2 separate regions of the Anas platyrhynchos genome follow, and region 1 is linked to region 2. Evidence: chromatin contacts called from public Hi-C data. All regions are on one chromosome and are shown on one strand. The core of a region is the stretch at or near the end of the contact, and the rest is flanking DNA. Distances in the headings are between cores, read along the strand shown. Region 1 has its middle 8.9 kb from the start of SLF2. Region 2 overlaps SLF2 (SMC5-SMC6 complex localization factor 2).

Region 1 (6,862 bases), core at 1,759-4,258, 43 kb before region 2:
CCTTGGCCGCCCCAAGCAGCTCAGCTTCCAGGAACCAAAAGGAAAAGCCTTCCCCAGCCTTCCTCCACATCCTGCTCTTCTCAGAAAGGGGAAGAGCCTCAAGCAGAGGGCTTAACCCCAATGCCCCCGTGGTGCCCGGGGCGGTGTCCCCTTCCCTTGCTGCGTGGCCCCAGGGAGGTGACGGGTGCAGGGGCCGTGCGGGACAGCGCAGGGGCAGCCTGGCACGTGCCCTGCTGTGCCCTGTCCCCCTGCACGCCCGGATGGAGCAGGGCCAGCTCCAGGAAAGCTCTTTTTGGGGTCCTGCCCTTGGGTGCCCATCTCCCGAAGGTCCCGGGTCAGTCTGACCTGGGCGAAATGGGAAGCCTGCAGGGGCTGAGGTGCAAACTCCAGGCTTCGGCTGTTTCCCCTCGCTTGCAAGGTTTATTGCTCTGCGGGGGTTAAGGAAGAAGCAACGCCCCGGTTTTGGCACTGCCAGCTAATTAGCACGGGAGCTACTGATTAGACAGGACGTGCCCAGGGCCGGGCAGCGGTGTCTCGTGGGCGTTCATCCAGCCTGCCTGGCTTTGTCTTCCCAGGAAGCCTGCAGAAATAGTTACACACAGCCCCCATCCCAAGTGAAAATATCAGCAGGACGGGTCCGCTTTCGCAGCTCACCCAAAAAAATACCGATAAAACCGAGGCTGGGCTGGAGATGCTCGCACCCATGGGGCTGTGCCCGGGGGTGAAACCTCAGCACATCCATGCTTTGGCTCCCTGGGGACAGCAGCAGCAGGGACACCCCCCCTCACCCGGCCACACTGGCACCCCCCACTCCCCGGCCCCGGCAGGGACCCCCGCACTCACCCTCAGCTCCTGCCCCGGCTCCGTCTGTGCCGCCTGCGAGCGGAGGCACTCTAAATATCGCCGCCGACTTACTCACTTCTCTTCCTGGACGGCGGCGTGCAGGGTTTCCACCCACTTCTTTCACCTTTGGTTTCCAGGCTTTCTGAGAAAAGGGGAAGCCGTGGGAGGGAGCGACCGGCATCCCCGTGCCAGGGACGCAGCCTCCGGGAGCTCGCACCCCCCCCCCCCGGGAAGGGGGTCCCGGGATGGGGGCCCCCAGGAGCCTCCAGGAGCTTGCTGCATGGTGCTGGGGCTGATATCCACATCACCCACAACTGTGATGAGCGGTGTCCGTCCTCAGCCTGCGGGTCCCTGCGCTTTTAACCCTGCAGCATCCCCTCAGCACCTCTCCGGGACGCGTAAAGCACCGCGGCCAGGCAGATGCCCAGGCAGGGCGAGCGCACGGGCCTGGTGGGGTGGCTTTTCCACCCGGTCACGTTGCCCGGCGTCCTGTTCCTGTCCTGTCCCCCTCTGGCCGCCCCATGCCCGAGCATTGTTCTGCTCAGAACTGACGTCAGGTCCCCCGGGGCTCCTCTCCACCCGCGGGTTGGAAAGGAGAGGCTGGGGGGCATGAGGGGCATGTCCTGCTGCTCCCCGCGGAGCCACACGGGTGTTTAGGCAATATTTGCCCGGTGTTTTCATCTTCTGGGGGCTGTCGGGTGTTTTTGGGGGGCAGGAAGCGCCCGGAAGGCTGCGGGGATGAGATTACCGAGCTGGTTTATCTGCGCCCCGAGCGCGTGATGAGCACTCGGGCTGCAGCCCACGGGTTTATCGTGCGGTGCCCAAAGCGGCCAGCAGCAATGATTTGGGGACCCAATGTGGTCTCCGAGCCCCGGCTCTGCGTGGTCTCAGCCCCATGCCTCCTTCACAGCGGGGATAAGGCTGGATGGGAACTTTGTGAACCTCGATTTCTCCCATTTTCCGAGCAAAGGCAACCTCCAGCAGGTCGAGGCGGGCGTTGTGCAGGGGGACAAGACCCAAGACCTGCTCCCTCCTCCTGAGGCCAGCCAAAACCCCTGGTGGGATGGAGCTCAGCCCCAAAGCAGACACCAGAGAATCCCACAGAGGCGAAAACATCTTTCATCCTGCCCTTTGGGGCGAGGGATGCAGTGAGCCAGGGGCAGTTTGGACTCAGCAGGTGCCTGATTTGCAGCCTGCTGCTCACAGCCCGCTGCCTGGCGAGCTGTTTTACCCCGTGACAGATTTCCTTTGGGACCTTTTTCCCCTCGGCCACACGGATAAAAGCTGGGTGACGTTTCCTGAATCCCCAGGAGTGGGGAGAAACGGAGACAAACAGGGGACACAGAGGGGACTTTGGAGCCATGGAGCCGTCCCCGCATGCCTGCAGCAGCGGAGGAAGCAGGGCAGGGCGGGGGGAAGGGAGTTTCTCGGGTTGTTTTTCCCCTCAAGGTTCCTGTTTCCCCTCCAGCCCCGCTCCACACATACTGGCAGCCCTCCCCGTGCCCCTTGCAGCGGGGAGGAAAAGGGAAAAAAAAGGAACAATTGGGGATGAACTGGGGGAAAACCGCAGGGCTGAGTCACTCCTCGGAGAGCTCCGTGTCCGGGCAAGGTCCCCCCGAGCCCTCCCCGGGGACGGTCACGCTCAGCATCGTCTGCCAGCATCCCTGGCGGGTGTCCATCGCACGGCAGGAAGGTTTCCTGGTGGCCAAAGAAGCAGAAGCGAGAGCGAAGGCGTGCGGAGAGCTGGGGGAAGGCGCTGCTTGGAGAGGAAACGGCACCAAGGGGGGACCCTGGAACCCCAGGGGGATGCGCCCCAAAAGGAGCCTCCCGGCCCAGGGGTGGCTTAGGGTTAATGATAGGACTCGGGGTGGCAGCCTGCGAGGTGGGCTCGCCCCCAGAAATGTCTTGGGGAGCAGGGTGAGCTTGGTGAACCCCCACCTCCAGCCCCCTTGCTGCGGCCCCCAAAAAGCCCGGCTGGTGCTGGGAAGGATTGCGCCATCGTGCTGCTGCTTCCCCACGCTCTGCGCCCAGGGCTGGTGTTTCCCCGAAATGTAAACCCCCCGATGGTCAAAGCCGTGCTCCTGCCAGCCTCGTGTGCATGGCTGGAGCAGGATGGGGCCTGGGATGGGTCCAGATGTGGGGACTCGCCCCATGCAGCAGCTCCAAGCTCCTGCACCCCCCTCTAGCGGCAAATCCGAGAGGGTTTTGCCTCTGGGACAGGGGGCACAAGGGGATCCCTCACCCCAATCACCCCCACTTTTGGCCCCCAGTTGGATTTGGGACCACGTTACACGTGCCAGGAGGCTTCTGCCAAGTGTAGGGTGGGCAGCGGGTGTCCCTACACTGGGGAGCACAGCATCATACCCACACCCTGCCACCCGAATCGGGGCTCGCAGGGGGCTCGTCGCCCTCTGTACCCCTGTCAGCATCGTGCAGGGGTGCGGGGACTGCATCGTGCAGGTGCTGCGAGGTGCAGGGCTGCAAATCCCCAGGCTGGGAATCGGCACGGCGTCGCTCCCGGAAATCCAGCCGGGGTCCACCCACTGTTTGGAGAGGAAAGCGAGCTGAATCACCCATGTGGGGAAGGAAAATGCTCCGAGCGTGGGCCTCCAGAGCTCCCCGGGCAGGTCTGCTGCAGGAGGGGGCACGGGGGGAGCAGCCCGTGGGGTGGCCAAGCCCATCCCAGCCAGCAGCAGTGCTCTGGGGCAGCCCCATGGCATCAGGGATGGGGTCTGGGCTCTTTAGGATCTGGCAGTGATGGGAAGGGCACGTTGCAGGCACCCGCTGCCAGCAGATAAAGGACACTGCAGGCAGCCCCCCTGCACCACCCTGCTGCTTCCCTCCCCGTGCCGTGCCATGGGGCCTTCAGAAACCTTCAGAAACCCTCCAGGAGCAGCAGGATAGGATGGAAGGGAGGATATGGGGGACGTGGAGCAGTGGTGGCTCTGTGGGGACACGAGAAGCGTGGCTGGGAGCAGGCACTAGAGGGCTGCATGCTCCTGCTCTTGCTGTCAGACTCCAACCAAGCAGCTGGGGATGCTGATGGGTCTGGCAGGGGCTGGGTTACCTGGAGAGAGCTGGGAACTTTGCAGAATTGGCATTTACCCTCTGCATGACCAATATTTTATTTTTTTTTATCACTTTAATTATGTTTTTCCCAAGCTCTGCTGCTGCCTGAGCAAATTTGCACAGCAGAAAGAGGCAAATTTGGGCTGTGCCCTGTTCCCTGAGCCCTCGGGGGCTGCAGTGGCACAGCACTTGCCCCAGGAAGGCTGCTGAGAAATGGGCGTCCCTTTCACTGTAGGACCAGCCGTGATTCTCCTTCCACCCCTCTAAAGTCTGAGCACGCTGAGACACATCTCCAGATCCCACATACGAGCCCGTATTCGCAAGCTTGAGCTTGATTCATCCTGAGCGTGTTTTTGGGGCAGCCCGGTGCCCCACCAGGCGCTGTCCCTGGCCGTGGATGTTTGGCATTTCCATTTTCCTTCCCGTACCTCGAGGTGTGTGGGGTGTTTGAGTCATCTCCCTGCCCTGCCCTGCTGACAGCAGGGGATGGAAACGCTCCCCGTGGAGCCTGCCCCTGCCCTCAGCGCTGGGACAAGCACCTGGTGTGCACTGGGTGTGGGGAAAACGGCGTGAACTCGTTAGGATAAGAGATATTGTGCAGGTATTGCTTGGCGTGCTGATAAAGCAAAGGCAAGGGAAGGAAAAGGCAGCTCGGGAGGCTGCGCTCCCGCAGCAGGAGGGGCCCTTCAGCTTCACTGCTCCATCAGCACCGGCTCGTGGAGGAGTTCAGAAGGAACCCGAAATCTGATTTGCTTTATATCAGATCAGGCAGGATAATCACGTTTATTTCCCTCGGAAAACCCAAGCTTTCAATTTCAGCCCAGATTAAGAAGTTGTCCTCTGATCTACGTTGCAGGAGACTCTAATTGGGAACAGGAGGTCAGGCGCTTCCCAGGCTGCTTCTTGCACGCCGAACCCTCAGGATTAGCATCTCTGCGTCTCGTGGCATGGAAATAAATCCCGAGAGCTGCTACCTTTGCAAAGACACTCTGGAGCTGAATTGCTTTCTCTCAGCAGTGTTAAACTTTTCTGGAAAGAAAACCCAATCAATACCTGGTTGTGTTGGGTCACTGCAGGTAAATTTGGGACAAGAAAGATGAAAACCAAGTTGTGCCTTTTGAAAGCCTCCTTTTTGGGATCCCTTCTCCTGCCTTTGAGCACATCTACAAATGCTGTTGGCCTGCACCAGCAAGGCGAGGATCCTCCTGTGATAAAAGGATTTTGCTAAGGCTCTTTGAGAGACCGCCGTGGTCCCAAAGGGTGAATGTTGGTGGCAGGGTGTCACTGAGCAGGAAAGGAGAGGCAAAGTTATTCCTTTTCTGTCAAAAATGACCTCTTATTGCTGGGTGTGATGGTCTAAGTGGGACCCCTGGCCCACTCACAGGCCGTGCATTTTCTTCATGCTTCTCTTGAAATTAACCATGATTTATGCTCGAGAACGTATTTTCAACAAGACAGATCCGAAGACATCAGGAAATGAGCAACATTTTTCCAGATAGTTTGTTTTATCAGTTAACCACTGGCACTGCTTTCCCCCCCCCCCTTTTTTTTTTTTTTTTTTTTTTTTTGTCTGGCTGAAATCCTAAACATTAGTTCCTGTTATGGATATCAGGAGGAATTAAAATGCTCTCTGGTATAGCACAATTTTTCTTTTCAGGATGTGGGGTACGGTAATTAATTATTTCAGATTTTTTTTTCTCCTGAAAAAGCTGGGATTTGGTGCTTTTGCTGCTGGGAAAAAAGCCATTCCTGCAGATTTCAGCCCTTTTCCAGCAGCATTTTTTTGCCTTCCCTCTCCAGCTCATGTTCCTGCAGCCCTGTAGCGCGGCAGGTCAGGGACCTGACCCTGTTGAAAGTTTTTGCAGCCTCTGGGTTACTTCCAGCTTGCAGTCCGCTTGCTGTAGGGCCGTGTGGTTTGGTGCAGATCCTAGCATGGCTAGGGCTGGGTGGGATGTCACAGCAGTGCCACCTGTGCCATCACGCTGCCACCGAAGCCTCAGGCCAAGAGAAAAGCAAAAGGCCACTGCTTGCCTGGCTTTGTTTCCTTGCCTCCAAAGGGCCACGGCTGCTGTGGCTCTTTGGAGGCAAGGAAACAAAGCCAGCCAGTGGCACCGACGGGGCTGATTGCAGCCTTATCTTTATGAGCTACTCCTCGCCATGAGAAGGAATTAAAGGGAAGTCATTTGGCCCAGCTGAGCTGAGTGTGAGAATAATATAAAAGAACCATTTCTTACCCTTCGTGGGCCATTTAATGGGGCTGAATGTCATGCGTTGTATGACTCAACCCCAATATTTTCTGTTTTAACACAGGAAATGCTTTCCAGGTGAGTTCGCGCAGTGTCATTCCTCACATAATAAAAAAACTTACTCAAAGCTGTTATGTGAAAATGAAATTTTTGAGTAAAATCCTCTATGACTTAATTCTCTTGTCATAGAAGAGCTACGTTAATAATTAAACAAGATAATTGTAAACCGGGACTATCACCCGATGCCTTGCTGAGTTCCAAACAGTTTCATGACCGAAGACCCTCCAATAACCAAACTCAACTGGTCTGCTGGGAATACCAACCTTGTACCTAGAGACGGAGCTTCTAAGGATTCAAATGTCAACGCAGGGTTACAGAGGGTCACACACGCCCTTCCCAAGGTTTATTTTGTGTTACGCCAGCTCGCCTCAGCTCAGGGCCTGATGTGCTGTGCTGCATGTAGCTGCCTGATTGCCAAGAGGTCTTCACATTTACACACGTTGGTCTTCATATTTACACGTAACTTCCACTGAATGAGCCTCCAGCTAGCACGTGTGCCTCAAACCACTTTCAAAGTTCAGAAATCAACACAATATAACCCTACAGAATGGATAGAGACATAACACAAGGAAGGTGAGTGTGCTGCACTTGCTGCCCTGTGCCTGTAAGAAATTTGTATAACAATATAATCTTAATCCTTAGGA
Region 2 (6,767 bases), core at 3,718-6,217:
TCCTCTTTAAGAAACAAACTTATATTTGTTATCTGGCTTCAGCGCTTTATCTAAACAGAGAGAATAACTATTTCTGAAATGTCAAGTCAGTGGAAATTTGAGGAGATGAGCTTTTGGCCCATGCAAGTAGAAATAACTGTGAGAGCTGTATGAGGTCTGAATTCCTTTGTGCAAAGTCTTGCAGCGTACACAGCGTGTGTTCAGAGCTCCCCAAACTTTGTGAAATAATCAGCCCAAGAGGTAATCTCCTTTTGTACTTTGTGTAAATGCCATCATTTAAATCTTACGCTGTTGTGTTTGGGGGGGGGGGGGTATGTGTATATGAACAGAAATTTAATGTATTGGGTAAAAGCACTGAGTGGGAATCTCTTAACTGTAATTTTTAATAACTATGTGTACATTTTATAATACTGTTTCCTTTTCAATTTTTATAGATTACCCTGTCTTGTATGATAGACTTGCTACGACTTCACAAAAATGTAAAAAAAAGGATCAAATTCAAACAAAAAAAAAATGAAACTTATGTATGTTACATGTTAAAGAACTGCTCTAGATTGGACTCAACTCAGAGGGAAGGTATTTTATTTGCAAATCATATTCAGTGTTTTGTCTTTCAAATGTTAGCGAGTTAGCCTGAGTCTGTGCAGCTGTACCCTTTACAGAATAATCAACTTACCTTAACAGCAAGAGTTACGTGTATGACATTGTTCAGGGGAGAAGAAAAATTCCTTTTTTAATCTCACCGTGTTGTTAAAGAATTGGATGAGTCTACCTCAAAGGGTATCCTTGACAATGGAACTGTTACAGGCTAAAAAAAATGGTGTGGTGGTATGGCAGTGCCACCCTTTGCTCTGCTCGTCTTTCGTGGTGTCAGCCTTCCCTCTGGTAGCATTTGCTTACTAGGCTGAATATATTGTATGTGATTTTATTAACGTTTATATTTTTTTCTCTCTAATGTTGTATAAAGTTTTAAAAAGTACAGAATATGTTTCCTGTATGTAACGTGTATATATTTTCTTACCATGTAAAGTTGACTTTGCAGTCCTGTATATTTTGAAGAAGGAAAGGGTTGGGGTCTAGATTGACACCTCTTTTGTATTGCAGTTCAGAACACATTGAAACTGCTGTGCTTTTTTTTTTTTTTTTTTCCCATACAAAGTAACCACTTTGATACATACTTCTATTTAATAGACCCGTGGAAAATAAAACCAGACGTGGTTTTCTAATTAAACGTCTCTGCGCAAAATGTGTATGCATCAACTGTTTCACAAAAAAATGGCTGCAGGTCCTATTTTGGTCTTGCTGCAGACACTGTAGTTCAGAGGTTCGCAGCTGATGAGCTTACTATAAATGGAGAAAGTCCTGAAGTAGTTCTCAGCTCAGCCAGTTCTGTGTTTTCATGCTTAATGTCTGTGTATACAATCTGGCATTTCTCCTCTCTCCCCCCATCCCCCTTTTGTCTGGACTTGCTTCCATCTGTTTTGTAGCTGAGTAATAATCCCCCAGTTGCTGAAGTCTAGACGTTGGCTGAGTTGGAGCTCACCGGTGTCCCTACAGAGATGATCCCAAAGCATCGCTGCGGAGTCTTAAAAGGGACTGCCGAGCTGAGTACTGCTTCAGGACCGGCAGTGAAATAGCAAACCTGCTGCTGTTTTGTGTTTTGCTGACTCATTTACTGGCCCCCAGCCAGAAGCTACACGCATTGAAAAAGGCTGTTTGCACAGTAAATGTCTTAACTGCTTTGGTTGTCTTCAGATAAGCGTTTTTGCACTGAGGTTTATCTTGATATTACGTTGGTTGTACTAAAAACCATGTTATCTCATTTCACGGACAATTAGATGCACTTTATTGCAGTAATCACAGACAAAAAATTAAAGGCTGCCTATAAAATATACATTTGTGGCTTTTCTTTTTTATTTTTTCCTTCTGACAAGCCTCTGCGTGGCTTAAAGTTTGCTTCTAAGTTGGAGAAACCGGCCAGCACACTTCACGTTGTCACCGTTGTGTTGTGGAACTTGGTAATGGATGGGGATTTCACAAGTGATTAATGACTCGCAGGCAGGTCTGGCTGAAGGTCAGTAGCACGCGGCTGCTTCATTGATGCAGTGGCTGCAGGAACTCTCTGAAGTCCCCAAAGCCGAGGACAGCTTTGGGAAAAGCAGCTGCCTGTGGAACAAGCACGCTGTTCTTACTGGTGGAGCAGCTGGAGGGGCTGCTACCTGGTAGGATTACAGAGGTGGCGTTTTGATGTGGATTTATTTATTTTTAATAATAGGAGGTGGATGCTGTGGTGTTAGCTTCCTGAGCACAGCCAAGCTCTGTCTTCATCAAAGGTGCCTGTGCTTTGAGGGGCTGGCAGGGCCGTACGCTGCCCTTGTTGAACACATTGGGGATGAGGAGCTGCCTGGAGAGGTCAGGCTGATGGATTTAGCCCGCTCCTGGTGGTTTACATTATCTGCGTGCTCTTAATGACGTTCCTAATGACGTTCACGTTGTGATTTTTTTTCCCCCCCGGGCTGTGAAATATCTTTGTGTTTTGCCTTGTGGATGTTTTGCCAGCTTAACTGATGGGGGCCCCTCCTTATCTCGTGTTGAAAAGGCCTTTCAGTGCTGGGGAGCGGCGTGGGCTGCTGATGGGAAGGCTCCTAGAGAAAGTCGATTCCTCGAAGGGCTTGTCCTCACCGAGGTGCTTTTAGTTTTGTCTGCCTGCTGCTTTCAGCCAGCATTTCTTCATCCCGGCAGCAAGGAAGTTGAAAGGGAACGCGTTATCGGGTATCGAAAGTAGCGCCGGGTGGTGAGAGAGGAAAAACATTCCCATCTTCCTGCCTTGATATTTTGGTCTGGGTGCTGAAAGCCAGTCCCCATGCTTGCTGGGTGGAAGTGCTGCCTGCGGAGATGTATTTTCACATGGCATTTAAGCAGCTTTTGGATGCCTTGTAGTTCTTTGTCTCCCCTCTCTCAGCCTGCTGAATAACATTTTGTCTCCTCCAGCATCCCTGCCTCCCCCAGTTCCATGTGGGGCGGTAACAGGGAGGGAAATGGAACAGCTGGAAGTGTTCCCTTGGCTGACATCGAGGTGTCCCAGGCTTTGCCACCAGCTCAGGGGGAGCCCTGGAGAGGTTGGAAGGCCACTGCCCTTCCCCAGGGTGGCAAGTGCTGGGAACTGGGGCTTGGCTCAGAGGCTCTGGGGCTTGGCTACCTGTCTCTGGCTCTCCTTTCTCAAAGCCTGCTTGGAGATGAAAGTCCTGGCTCTTGCAGCTCGGGCAGTAGCAGGAGATCCATTTCTTCCGCAGGCTGACCACCAGGCTGCTGTTGGAATAAAAATTAGAGCTGAAAGCTGTCAGGCTCGGTGCTGGGGAGAGGAGGATGGCTAGGCATTATGTTCTGTGCTTTATTCACCCTGCAGGCTTTCAGAGAGGCGATGTAAATCACGCAGGGCAGCTGCGGGCTCTTCAGACAGCACCAGTCAGGCTCGTAGACACTGAAACTGAATCTGCATCCCCTGCCCTAACCCTGGCTGCGGGGACAGGCCTGGCAGGTGAGACCACGCAGGAGCTGCGCTGCGTATCAGTTCCCTTCCACATTTATGGAGCACTGCCTCCTCCCTCCCCCGTGTGCTAACCTATTTCTCCAGCATCTGGGCTCCAGCACCGTCACGGCGAAGTTTGCGCAGCACAGCGCGTTTTTCATTCCGGCTGACTTTCTCTTCTTATTAGCCCTTTTTTTTTTTTTTTTTTCCCTTGCCCTCATTCTGTATTTTTCTTTTCGCAGCTGCTGTTTGCCGAGGAGCTGTGTCAGCCTGGCAGGAGCAGCCGTGCTGGAGATGCCACTCGTGGTTCGGAGCCGGCGGTGAGCTCCTCGGGGATGTGGGGCTGTGCCCAGCGGGGCCGTGCCACAGGAGGACTGCGAGGACCCCGCAGTGAGTACCTGGGGCGCGTCTCTGCTGGCTGTGGGATCTCGGAGAGTGGCTCCAGCCCTTGCCGGGGTGTATCAGCCTCTGGGCTTAGCCCTTCGGGAGGGAGCCTGCGTACGTGTGTGCTCCTAGGGTGGGAATAAAGCAAGGCGCCGTGCTCTAAGTAGGCTGCGTCTGTTCAGCTCGGCGGTGGGTAATAGTCGTGCTGCTGGAAGGTGAGATGGGAGCTCTACAATCACATGGCCTAAAAAAAAGGGCAGAGAGAGGAGTTATTCAACGCCACTCTGTAATTTGGCTTCAGCCTCTGTAGTGCTTTTATTAGCGTGAAGGCTCAAAGTAAAGTAAAGGAAGCAGAGCTGGGGACCTTCTTGCCTCGGGATGCTGGGGATGCTGAAAGCCAAGACGTTCAAAAAGTGTTTCGTGGCAGAAAAACCCATCAGGGGCTACAGAAAAAGCAGCCATCCCTGGCTGAGAAAGCTTCAAGTTGCAGATCCCTGGAGGGAGTGGGATGGTGCCAGGAGGCATCCCCACGTGTCTGTCCTCTTCCTGCACCCCCAAGGCCCTGGGGCTCTGGTGCGAGGTGCTGGGCCTTTGTTTTTTTTTTATGTTAGGGGTGAAGCGAGGGGTTTTGTGTCACGCCGTCTCAGTTCCCAAAGTGTCACGTTCCCGATTGTCTCTCTCCTGCTCCTGAGAGAAGTCGCTGTCAGAGCTGTCACACGCCAGCCCTCGGGAGGTCTGTGTGACCAGTTCTCACGTGGCTGAGGAAAACCCAGTGTCCTTTTTTGTTTTTTTTTTTTGTTTTGTTTGGGTCCTTAATGACATTGCAAGAAAGACTTGAAGAAACATTGTACGGTTCAAGATCTCCAGCAGGACGTGGTAAAGCCAAGCAGCCACCCACCAAAAGCCACCTCCTCCCCTCCCACCCCATCCAGTAGCTGTTGGCAGCTAGTGGAGCAGGAAGAAGGGCAAGGCGCTATCTTTGGGGCAGAACTCGGTGTTTTTCCCTCTGCTTGCTGTGTCGGATTTGCCTCTTGGGGGCAACCTCGCCCTGCTCCAGCCCAGAGCGTGGCTTTTGTGCTTGCAAAGACAAAAGGGAGCTCAGCGGGCCTGGGAGAGGAGGGCTCGCTGTCCCTCCCTGCCTTTGCGTTATCAGACAACTTTTGGCAGTCGCTGCAGTTATTTGCTGAAAGGATTTAAGGAAGGCCGCCAAGGCTGGGCTGTTTGCTGCTTTCCAGAAACGAGCCGCTTGGCTCCTGAAGGGCCCTTCCCAGCCTTGGAGCCCTTGGAAATCCTTCCTGCCCCTCTGTGGCAGGAGAGGGACGGCTCCTCTGCGGCTCTCGGCTAGCGGGCAGCACGTAAATGCACGCGTGTAGGATTTACAGCGATCTCCCCGCTGTTCTTCTGCCCGGGATCCCTTGGGCAATCCCTAATCCTATCAGCGCTGCGGTGAGCACACTCACTGCTCCAGCCCCGTTGTAGGGCCGTGCTCCCGAGCAGATGTGTCATCCGTGCCCAGTCCGTAAATAACCATTTACCTTTATTTAAAGGGCGTTGAGGTGCGTGCTGGAAGAAAGGGAGCATTATTCACGCGTCGTGCTGTGGTTCCTAATGGGGCTCTACGCCCCGATGTGACCTCCAAAGCCGCTCGTTCCGCGCCCGCAGCGCCCCGATCTGCTTCTTACCCCGCGGGTCAGAAACGAGGGGAATAAACAGCGGTGACGGGTGCCTCGCGTGGCAGTGTCCTTGCAGGGGAGGCGCTGGGGACGTTGCGGGCAGGGGGGGCACATGAATCAGCTTTGGCTTGCGATGCAGAATCGATGCTTTCCTGTTTTGTGCCTTCCTATTTCGTGCCTTCCCTGAAGCGTGGCCATAGCCAGGTAGGAGGGGGACCCCACACGCTCCTCGCACACCAGTGGAGATGGTGGCACCGGGGGCTGGAGCCCCACAGCCCCCCCCAGCGTCCCGTTTGGGGCTGGTGGCAGCAGCTATGGCTGCGGGGTGCCTGTGGGGACAGCGTCAGCCCTGCTGGGACAGCGGCGCTGGCTCCAGACAGCCGGGGAGGGAACGTGGAGCTCATTAAGCCGGCCCTCCGGCGTGCGCCCTGCTGGCTTTGCCACCGTCCTGCTTAATAGCTCCCTCCTCTTCTCTTCTCTGCCTTTTTGTTTTGTTTATAAAGGTAAATGAGCTGTGCGGATACGCAGGAACATGAATCAAAGGAATTCGGCTGACTCCTGCGGGCCCCGTTTGCCCCGTCACGTAATAGGAGATGCGCCGTGAGTGCTGCCCGCTCTGAAAACACCCCAGGACAAAAAACTGTTTGTGAGGCGTCTCAGTGCAACTTCCCAAAATCTGGTTACGTAAGGGGAAAAAAAAAAATAATCCAGCTTTGGAATACATTAACTTGGTTGGACAGTCCTGGGCGGAGGTACCAGTCAGAAACAAATCAATTAGTGAAGGCTGCAGAGAAATTTCACTGGTTTTGAGCTGCAGAGCCAGGCTGGGGAGTTGCATGTTCCACCTCCAACATTTAACACCGGGCATTGGAAACATCACCCGTGTCTAAAGAGCCCACGAGGTGACGTGAGAGGAGCCTCGGGCCCATGCTGTGCTTTTGATGGGTTAACCCCCAACTTTAAAAATAAAACGAAAGCATGGGGAGGGTGAGGCTGCAGCGTTCCTCGGCTGGAAGCAAAAATCAGCACGGAATGAAAGCCGGGCTGCTTTTGGGACACGTGCTGATGGCTGTGTTGTTAGGAGGGAGATGTTTCCATGGCAAAACCATCGCCCTCGGCGCTGCTGCACGGCGCGGGGATGCGGCGGTGGCCCTGGGGAGCGTCCTGGTGCACTCAGCATC

What was found. Hi-C and Micro-C count contacts between places; a contact is called where the count stands out from the background.
Region 1: a contact with region 2 is called in a Hi-C map of liver, with 5 times the contacts expected there. The contact joins two enhancer-like sites. A contact is called at or near these places in 2 of 8 Hi-C or Micro-C datasets (F5 follicle and liver).

The regions. Positions count from the first base shown.
Region 1 is chr6:27,763,742-27,770,603 of IASCAAS_PekinDuck_T2T, reverse strand. No RefSeq gene overlaps it. Among named protein-coding and RNA genes, the nearest start is that of SLF2, 8.9 kb to the right of the region's middle. Within about 2 kb of position 3,008, at least 3 of the 8 cell types and tissues checked have an H3K27ac peak or open chromatin away from gene starts, as enhancers often do.
Region 2 is chr6:27,722,736-27,729,502 of IASCAAS_PekinDuck_T2T, reverse strand. It overlaps SLF2 (SMC5-SMC6 complex localization factor 2), which reads left to right. Exons shown (of 20, transcript XM_072039730.1): 20 at 1-1,894. Among named protein-coding and RNA genes, the nearest start is that of SEMA4G, 6.5 kb to the right of the region's middle. Within about 2 kb of position 4,967, at least 7 of the 8 cell types and tissues checked have an H3K27ac peak or open chromatin away from gene starts, as enhancers often do.